2 separate regions of the Gossypium hirsutum genome follow, and region 2 is linked to region 1. The links are chromatin contacts, called in public Hi-C maps. All regions are on one chromosome and are shown on one strand. Each heading gives the region's core, a stretch centred on a gene start, on an enhancer-like site or on the middle of the called end of the contact. The rest is flanking DNA. Distances are from core to core; before and after follow the strand shown.

Region 1 (5,172 bases), core at 1,872-4,371:
ACGGGAGTGTCTCTTAGCCGTGTGAGACACACTGCCTGGCCACACGGGCGTATGTCCCTTGTACCTTCGAAAATTTTACATGTTTACTGAAAAATTTCTTGAGTACTCGGTTTAGTCCCGAACCATTTTTAATGTTTATTTTGGGCCTCGGGGGCTCGTATTAGGGACTATATGAATGAATTTGAATGGTTTTTGATTTAAATTTGAATTGTACATGAGTTGTTTGTTTAATTAAGTTATAAGTCCGGTAATGCTCTGTAACCCTGTTCCAGCGTCGAATTCGGGTTAGGGGTGTTACACTCAACATCCACTTTGTCACTTGAGTATCAGCAACTTCATGAAATCTACTTTAACTCGAGAAAATACTAAACATAACAAAGCCGACAACCACATCTTAAATTATAGCATCTTGAACAAATAGGTTGAATTAGTAGAAGCACACCAAATAATCATTCAATGAATCTTTCAGCGTGAGAAAACTAAAGGAAGATGCAAAATTTAATTTCCCTACCCCCTATTTTTCTTATGGTAAAAAAGGCAATAGACTAATGATGAAAAATATAAACACGTTAATTGCAATAATTACATTCACATTCTAAGAAAATGAAATACAGGAGAAACCATTTTCTTTAAGTCAATAAGGACTATGCATTATGCATATAGCAATTCAGAGAACTAAAACACTAGGTTGTCACCTTTTTCTTCTTGCTTCTTCTTATTTTCTCTGGGAACAAAGTTTCCATCATTTTTGGTGATACAAGTTGACTTTGTCTTTACATATTGTATCTGCTGCACCAAATTAATCATACAGTCAATCAAACCCAAGAACCATTACAACTAAAACTACATATAAATTAAGCCCGAAAAAGAAATTGATTGCAATCAAAAGTCATGCCTAGAATAAAGTAAGTTTGGTTCAAGCAGCCACTGCAGAATAAAGCAAGTTTGGTTCAAGCTGCAAATGGTGTTAGTAATTAGTAGCAAAAGTCTTCCATGGTTGCAGAAGGAACAATAGCCCTAATTTATATAGAAAAAATAAAATGGTCCCTAAAATTTCAATAAAATGGGTTTTCAATAAATAATAGAATAACTCCTACAACATTAGTACAAAACATATTTCAATCAGTGGGTATATAGTAACAGTGAAATCACAAAGCAAATGCAACACAAACATCATTAAAAATCAAAATTAAACTTCAAATGCTAAATCCATACTATAACTAAAAACTATACCCAATATAGAACAAATAAGCAAATTAAACTTACAATTCTAACAAGATTGAGTGCCTTTTGTCCAGAGTTAGCTAAATCTCTTTTCTTCCACAAGTGATGCTCTTTCTTTCCAACCATTTTCACTGGTTTCCTGCACCCTCAAAAATTTAGTAACTTTGGGCTTCTAATTCAAGATTTTGATAAATTGAATTCAATCTTTTAAATGAGACCCACTTCAACTCTGGAAATGCCCAGTGGTTGTTCACCTAGCTTTTGTGAACATTTAACATAAGGAGTTTTGCAAATTGAAAACCCATGACCTAATGAAAAAAATTCAACCTTTTTCATTTATAAATGTTCAGTAAAATAAGATGGCAACCTGGAAAAGGAAAATGAAACTTGAAAGTTTCAATTTATCAGCCTTGTTTTTGGACCATGTAGATAATGGATAACTTCTTGAATGAATACGACTATAAGCCATTGATTTACTTCTCTATTCAAGAGAAAGAAAAAAAATTTACCATCAAAACAAGTATGGCCTTACTGAGCACCAGGCGATTCTAGTAATGGGTTGGAATCGCTTAGGAGTGGTAAACGAAGTGTAGGTCTTTGGCCTTCAAGTTGATTTGCTTCCTTTCAGGTTGATTTGAGCAAAAGATTGTTGATGGCTAAAGAAAAAAAAAGTGAAATCGTTTAGAAATTTTAGTGTGAGGGTGTTTTCGGAAGGGAAAAGAAGGTCATTCGATGGAGAGGCTAGAATAGCCAATTCGACACCTCCTCCCCTAAATGGCTATTCAACGATTTTCGGAATGAAGTTGTAATCACCATTCGGCGTTTTAAGCATTCCAATGAATCGAACCTCTACTTTACTATAGAAATTAGAACCGTCCTGTAATAGCTTTGCCATTACATTGAACCAAACTAAGCGTTAGCATTATCCTTGCATTGACACTTAGAGAGGCATATGCCAATGGCCAACATTATTCAATCTTTGCCAAATTTGTACCCTCAATATCAGTGACCATTACAACTGAGTTTTTATAATAAATGATTAATAATAACAAATAATTGAAAAGAACAATAAGGAAATTAAACCTTGATAATGCGTTAGTATTTTTGGTGGCATATATCATCATAATGGAAGGTAAGAATTTTGTGCCAATTATGGGTAGGTTTAGATGGGTGGTGGGGTATGGTGCAATGCATTTAGCTTATTTTTTGTCACACATTACAGTATCACTACAGTATCTAATATCACCACCACCAATGTTTTTACATTAACCATAGTTCAATGCACCGCCCATCCAAACTCACCCTAAGCATTGTAAATTGGTGAAAGATGACATTAAAATGGGTTTTCAATCAATTTTTTAAAGACTAAAAATGGGAAAAAAAGTATAAAAGTGAGCCTACAATCAAGAGATTACTAAATCCTAAATCGATAAGTTTACTCCATACATCTGAACCTATGTTTCTCGAAATCATTGAATTTTCAATAAATTGTTTTTTTACTGAGAATTATTCTTGGGGTTTTCAATCAATTGCAAGGACTTTTCAAAGAATAATTTTGTGCAATTGGGAAGTTTGGATTATAAGGTTTAGGGTTTAGGGGTATTGAGTGAAATCACTTCTTAGATTCTTTAATTTTGTGTGTTATGTGACAATAAATATAATAAAATAATAAAATAATATTTTAGAAAAAATTTAAGAAAAAAGGAAAGAAAAACTAGTCCTTGATGATTTTTTTTTTGGAGAAACAAATTGCAAAGGAAATTTATTTATTTATAATTTTTTACCTTTAAAAAAGAAAAAAATTCAAATCCCCCGTTGCATTTTTCTTAAACAGTAATAAAGTGAGCCACAAAGCCCAGCCCCAAAAACAAACACTGGAGCTTGATCAGACCCATTATTGTTTGTTTTTTGAGTAACCGTCAATGGCCCAGTTCAATCGATGCCAGACCCAGATCCAAAGAGTTCCTTAGAACCAAACGAAGAATTGCCGTTTACTTCAATTTTAAATAGACTCTCTCTGCTTCAGGCTTCTGACTCCCAGCCTCTTGCGTTTGCGTGTCTTCTCATCTCTGCTTTTTCCCCCTTTTTATCTTTCTTCTTCTTTTTCTTCTTCTTCTTCTTCTTCTTCTTACTCCAGCCGACTTTTTCCGGCAAAACGGTGTCAGATCTTTGTGATCTATAGCCGGAAGTTTCATTTCGAGTTCGACGATCTCATCCTTCGATCTTTCCACTTTCTTCAGCCTACCATGAATCCCGAATAGTAAGTTCTCTCTTTATTTTTATTTTAGTAGTATTTTTAACTCTTTTTTTTGCGCTGTTTTCTTATTTCGTGACGTTATTTTTCTTCTTGGTGGTGCGATGACGCTCGAAATTTTTGTAAGAAACTATAATTCTCGGTGTTGAAAGTCGCTAGGTTTTGCTCTTAGATCTGTTGATGGAATTGGGATTTTCTTTTCTCGTCTGTATTTGTTTCTAAAGTTATCTTATTTCCAACTGGGATTTCTCTCTGGGATTTAGTGAAAAAAAAAGGAGGAAAAGATGCGAGCTTTGATGCGTTCTTCAATTATTCACGCCCTTCCTTTGTAGTATCTATATGGTATAAAAAAAATTAAATGGATTTTGGTTTGAAATGGATTTTAAATAGTATTAAGATATACTGTAAGTTCTGATGTCTTTGCCAAATCGATTATTTGTGATGAAGAAGCAAATCTAACTCGAAAAAGTGTCCATTGATTTACCTTTTCAAGGGTGATGTAGGAAACATGTGCTCACTTGCTCTAACTTGAATGGAATTGAAATGAATTTTATATTGATGCACCAACAAAATTAAGAATTCAACTGTCGATGACGTGGAATTGTTTGGGTTGATCTTTGGGAAATAATTTGGTGTTTGAGTTTTTATTGCTGACAATATCAACTTTAGTTTTGGTTTCTGAAATAGTCTCTTTGTGTTGTGTGTTTTGCCTCGTTTATGGAAATCAACTCTTTGTTATGCGTGGTATAATTGGAGATATCATGTTCTTACATCATTGAGAAGTATGTTAACATTATCTGTCGTTGCACACTTTTGCAGTGACTATCTTTTCAAGCTACTTCTTATTGGAGATTCCGGTGTTGGAAAATCTTGCCTTCTTTTGAGATTTGCTGTAAGTTTCTTGACTTAAATTGGCATTTGAGATTAAATCTCTTAACTTTTTAGAGTTTTGTTGCACATTCAAGATATTTGTATGAGCACCTTTATTTTTATATTCACTTTTGATGTTATGGATTGTACTAATGAGTAATAATTGATTTAAATGTTCCATTGCTTATATAATGCATAGTGAGAATAAAATATGTACTTCACATGGTGAAATATTGTTATGATTTCAATGGAGGACAATTTTGGTAGCTGAATTATATATTTTTTTTATATTGGAAATATCAAGTCTCCAGATATTTTCAGATGGTTATGCGGGACTAAATCTTGAAACTGATCATTATGTAATTTATTTAATGCAGGATGATTCATATGTAGAAAGTTACATAAGCACCATTGGGGTTGATTTTGTGAGTACACAGTCCTTAGTGTTAGCTTGACTTTTAAGTGCCAAAATTTATAGCAATTATTCTAATTTCTTGTCTTCTTGCTTTCTATTCTTGGTAGAAAATACGCACTGTGGAGCAGGATGGGAAGACCATTAAACTTCAAATTGTATGTTTTTTCATTTTGTACTGCTATTCCTTTTTTATTTAATTTCATTTCTTTGAATATTTTCTATCCTAGGTCATCAAGGTAATATTCCTTATTGTAGAATGAGTTGTCTCCTCATCTGCTTCTCTTTATTGGCTGTTTTTTTTTTCCATTTGTATATTCCCATTTTATTAATTTAGTCCCACAAAATTGCTCATAATCCTTGACACTTGGCATTCTTGGCATTAAAGCTTCTTGATGATTAACTAGTTAAT
Region 2 (5,172 bases), core at 1,984-4,483, 280 kb before region 1:
AAAAAAAAGCACAAAGCCATCATATACATCAACAAACTCGCTATAAATCCTGTAAAAAAAACATGAGAACAACTAAAAATCATATACATAAAATAAGATAGATACTCTGCAAAGACACAGCACAAAAACCCAGCAAGACAGATCAAATTTTAAAGCAAATTGCTGATGAATTATAAATAAAATAAGGGAAGAAGAAATAGGGAACCTTAAAAACAGATCTGACGGTGAAATTAGTGGTGGTAGTATTATTAAACCATCCAAATGCAATCAAAATCACGTTATTATTATTTTTCTATTATTTTTATAGCTTTGGTTCATCAAACTAAACTGGAAGAATAGCTCGAAATAAGAACTATAGTTTTTAAGTGTAACAAAACATACAAATTGAGAAAAGATACCATAGAACTCTCTTATGCTTGCTTTCCTTTCATGTGTAGACATGGTGGTAGTACCGTCAACATAAACCTGCATGATATGATAACGATGAAGAAACAACTAATTTTCACTATTAAATCAAGAGATAAACATGAAGCAACAAAATATAACCTTGTAAATTAAGATTCTTAACAGCCCGAGTGCACTTGGAAGGTGATAGTCAGTCCACTGCACCAAGAATAGAAAGAGGTGTGTAGCCGGACTGTATGACATTCTCATTTGAAGGCATTCACCGTCATATTCCCTCGAAAAATCAGAAGCCCTGCACCTTGCATTACATGATGGCCATTTACACAGGATGAGAAGAACATAATTAACGTGAAGTTAGATGGATAAAAAAAAAAGATAAAAAATCTATAAAGATAACAAAAATTATCCTCACAAACATGCAATCTCTGAAAAGAAACATTGCACTGTTTTGTTACTCTATTTTAACATTACCAAAATAAAAGATTATATAAAAAAATGGCACTCATAATTAAGAAATATAGTGTCCAATTGGGGAAAATAAGTGCCAGATAAAGAAATTGAACTCAATCTATCATTTAACTAGAAATATTAAATGCATTACTCACTTAAAATAAGCTGGAAGATATAACTTCATCAAAAAGGTACTATATCAAAAAGGTATTATTTTCATCAAAATCACGTTTCTATTATTTTTCTATTATTTCTATTATTAAATCCCATTTCGTTCATATATTAGGAGAAAGAGAGATCCGGATCCAATTAACAAGCAAAAAACTGTAGCCAAAGTAACAGCTAAAAGAGCAAAACCAAGACATGAAATTTCCTCACATTTTAGAACAGATCTAAGAAAATTAAGCAACACCCAGATCATAAAATGGCTTGAATCAATCAAAAAACACTAAATTTCCCCCCAAAACACACGCATACACAGAATCATCGATCACATTTGATCTTCCATCAAATCACACTGAAAAAAAAAACAAAAGAAAAATGAGAAGACTTTTTGACTTACAAGACGAAAGAAGAGAGAGCTCAATCAAAATCTAGATGGAGAAAGATAAACGACAAAATCTTAGAGCAAGATTTTAGGGGAGAAGCTATGATAATTTTATTAAAAACAGTATATATATAAACAAAAAAAAAGAGTTCAAATGAACAGTTTGAATCAACAGAAAAGAAAAGCTATGATAATTTTGAAGACTTTCATGCCTAGATAAATTAAGTTGAAAAAATATAATTTCAAGGCAAATTATTTCAAAGATTACTACAAAGCATATCCTGTAACAACAAATTTAAAATCTAATTCATTCACATATATGTGCTCCAGTCACTAGTTCAATACTTGCGTCTTTTTTAACTATTCCTAAGTGATTACCTCTTCGCAAGTTCATAGTGACGGGATCGTCTTGCAATGAGCAAAAGTTTGAAACTCCTTCCAGATATAGAAAAGGATGCCTACATTCACAGACCCTAATATCAAACTATAAAGCTTAGAAAGAAATTATAACCATCCATCCATTGAGCACAGCAAAAATGAATAAAAAAAATTAGCCAAGTATCCATCCTTAACCTGCTTAAAGAAGCCATACACTAAGGCAACTGTCCATAGAGTATTCTTGAGGTGATTGCGGATTCCTCAGGTCAGGAACTCATTCCAAACAAACATGGTCTCATAAAGAACCTCACCTGGTTCATTATTATACAAGTTCTTTTGAAGACTACACATAACATTGTATGAATAGCTGAAAAAGAAGTCCTTTGTAAGATCCACTGAGCTTAGGAGCTTCTTGTACCTAAACAAAAATGAAACAGCAAATATCAAATTACAAACCATATGTGTAAAATGTATAGCAGAATAAAAGCACCTGGGTTAAAAACAAACACAAACGAGACTACCTGGGTTAAAAACAAACACAAACGAGACTCTATCACATACAGACAATTTTCTACTTTTCACACAACAGAACATAATAGAATAGAACATCTTTCTGCAAAACAATGACTCTCTAGCAGTAGACGTAGTTCTTTAACAGAATAGAAGAAGACCTGTTCTCTTTCTTAAAGTCCGCAATGCTTGGGTTAACAGATGAATTTGGGAGGGGAATCATCTCACTTTTCGAAACTGCATATACATTGTGTCTGAAAAGTATTACAAATTTAATAAACCCTAAAACATTACCCAAGAAAAAGTATTCGATAAGAATTTACATAACATTAACAGTCCCTAAAGTCATATTACAAATTTGCAAACAAACATGATTTATGGCAATACGCTTATTTACACAACAAAAAAAAAGAAGAAGAAAAAAGATTTTTTTTAAGCAAAGACAGAAAAAGAAACTGAAACAGAGATTCTTCACCTTCTTCAACCTTTTTTTTATCTCTTTATTTCAGCGAACAGCCTTACTCCCCCTCTTCGTTTCCTTTATCTTTCAACTCCTCTTCCTCCGATTTCTTCTCATCTAAGGTTTCTGTCACCATAGAAATCACCAGTAAAATTAAAAGGAAACTCTATTGAAAGCCTAAAATTAAAAGAAACCCTAACAGATCGAAAGAAAAGGAGTAGCTATGGTGACTGAATTCAGTGCAGTGAAATGAAAAGGAAAAAGAAGTGTGATTGGTGTAGGTGTATTGACTGGTGTTGCTGGAAATGAGAAATTTGGGGGATTTCAGCTGAAGAAAAACAAACTTTTCTTTGGGGATTTAGGGCGCACGACTGAGATGAGAAGAAGAGTAATGAGCGGGTAACCAAAAATCAATTTTTGGGAGTGAGAACGCCGCTATTGTTTATCTATTGCAGCGTTTTTTCCAAAAACGCTATAAAAAATTATTTTATTTTAAATAGAACGACGTCGTTTTGCTCTACTAAAAATATTTTATTTTGTTTACTAAAATTTTTTAGTTAAGTGATTTTGTAAAATATTTTTTATTACTATTTTTTATAAATTGAATTTTTATAAAATAATTAAGTACTCTCAAAATAAATATTGAAATGTTTAAATGATTAAATGGCTACAATTAATTATTAAGTTAGAATTATCCAATGTTAATCACGATTTCTATTAAATATTGAAATGTTAATCACGATTTTATATTATTCTTTTCCGATTTAATCTCCATTTTATTTAGAGATATTTATTCTTAACTAAAATATAACTATTATGCATATTTTAATAAGAAAACAAATGATTAAATGGCTACAATTAATTATTATGTTAGAATTATCCAATGTTAATCACGATTTCTATTAAATATTGAAATGTTCATCATGATTTTATATTATTCTTTTCCTATTTAATCTCCATTTTATTAGAGATATTTATTCCTAACTAAAATATGACTATTATGCTAGATGTTCGATGTGGAATGATTTTAGTTTTTGTATTTCATTTTTATTTGTTATAATTTGGTCCTATCCAAAATAGATAGTTACATCTACATATCAATCTGTTACTTTTTTTATTTATTTATCAATGTTTTTTGTTAAATCTAATATTTAAATATATCAAATGGTTTAGATTAAATATTTTTAAATATAAAAGCATTAATTAATTGTATAATTTTTTATCATTTAACAAATCTCAAGTAAACCTTAAGTCCTAAACCAGCTAATATATATAAAGTTTTTCTATTAAGCTCTTAAATAATTTAAACTATAATCATAATTTTAATATATTAAAATTAATATTATCTCTTTTACAATTATATAAGAAATTATTTAATATATAAATTAAAAACACTAATTAATGTAAACCCTAAACCCCTAACCTCTATCCGCTAAATCCTAAATCATAAAACATAAATCGTAAACCCTTAACCCCTAACCCTTAAACCCCAACCTTTATAACTGTCCTCCATAAGTTTTGTGACCGCATTTAGTATAGTTCATTAATCTTAAAGATATTTCTAAAGATTCAAACTCCTAGTTGTAACAGTACTACTCCTAGTTTCTTCAACTCCAGAAGATTCAAACTCCTCATCCACATCAACAGATGCCGCAATGCAATTGATTTTTACTTTTGGAACCTTGAATCAATCAACAACTTTAGGATTTCCTTGCTTTTCCCTAGCACCAATGTCCAAACCTAACAATTTTAAAAAAATTCAATCAATAAATAGAAGGCGAATTGGAGGCAGAAATACCTAAAAGAAACATTCAACTGCAAGCTGTAATGGTATCCATAGGAAGAAGAAAATAGTAAGGTGTTACAGAAACACTAGAATCCAAACCACTAACAAAAATCTGCAAAAACCTTAAAATAGTAACCCCTTTACCTTAAACTCTAATCCATATACCCTAAACCAAAAACCTTAAACTATATTGATAAATTTCTTTTAAAATTATATAAAAATTTATTTAATATGTAAATTAAAAAACACTCAGTAATGCACCCAAAAAACTTTAAATAAAACCCAAAAAACTATTTAATATGATAAATCAGAGCATTAGCGGCGCTTCTTAAAAAACGCCGCTAAATCCCTGAGCATTAGCGGCGCTTCTTAAAAAATGCCGCTAAAGCCCTGAACATTAGCGGCGCTTCTTAAAAAACGCCGCTAAAGCCCTGAGCATTAGCGGCGCTTCTTTAAAAACGCCGCTAAAGCCCTGAGTATTAGCGGCGCTTTTTCAAAAACGCCGCTAATGCCTCAAAAACTCAGAAAACGATGTCGTTAGACTTAGGTTTTTTGCGACGCTTTTTGGAAAACGCCACTATTGCTCATTTTTAGCGGCGTTTTTTAAAAAGCGCCGCTAATACTCAATCCTTAGTG

What was found. A called contact is a pair of places that touch in the nucleus more often than the background predicts.
Region 2: a contact with region 1 is called in a Hi-C map of leaf, with 1.8 times the contacts expected there. The contact joins the promoter of LOC107918261 here to the promoter of LOC107920694 in region 1. A contact is called at or near these places in 3 of 34 Hi-C or Micro-C datasets (leaf and petal).

What each region holds. Positions count from the first base shown.
Region 1 is chrD08:7,830,852-7,836,023 of Gossypium_hirsutum_v2.1, reverse strand. It overlaps LOC107920694 (ras-related protein RABD2a), which reads left to right and starts at 3,121. Exons shown (of 8, transcript XM_016850516.2): 1 at 3,121-3,484; 2 at 4,298-4,370; 3 at 4,726-4,773; 4 at 4,871-4,918. The coding sequence starts at 3,471.
Region 2 is chrD08:8,110,773-8,115,944 of Gossypium_hirsutum_v2.1, reverse strand. It overlaps LOC107918261 (E3 ubiquitin-protein ligase AIRP2), which reads right to left and starts at 3,233. Exons shown (of 7, transcript XR_005917462.1): 1 at 3,095-3,233; 2 at 2,776-2,876; 3 at 1,976-2,198; 4 at 1,781-1,860; 5 at 547-697; 6 at 399-465.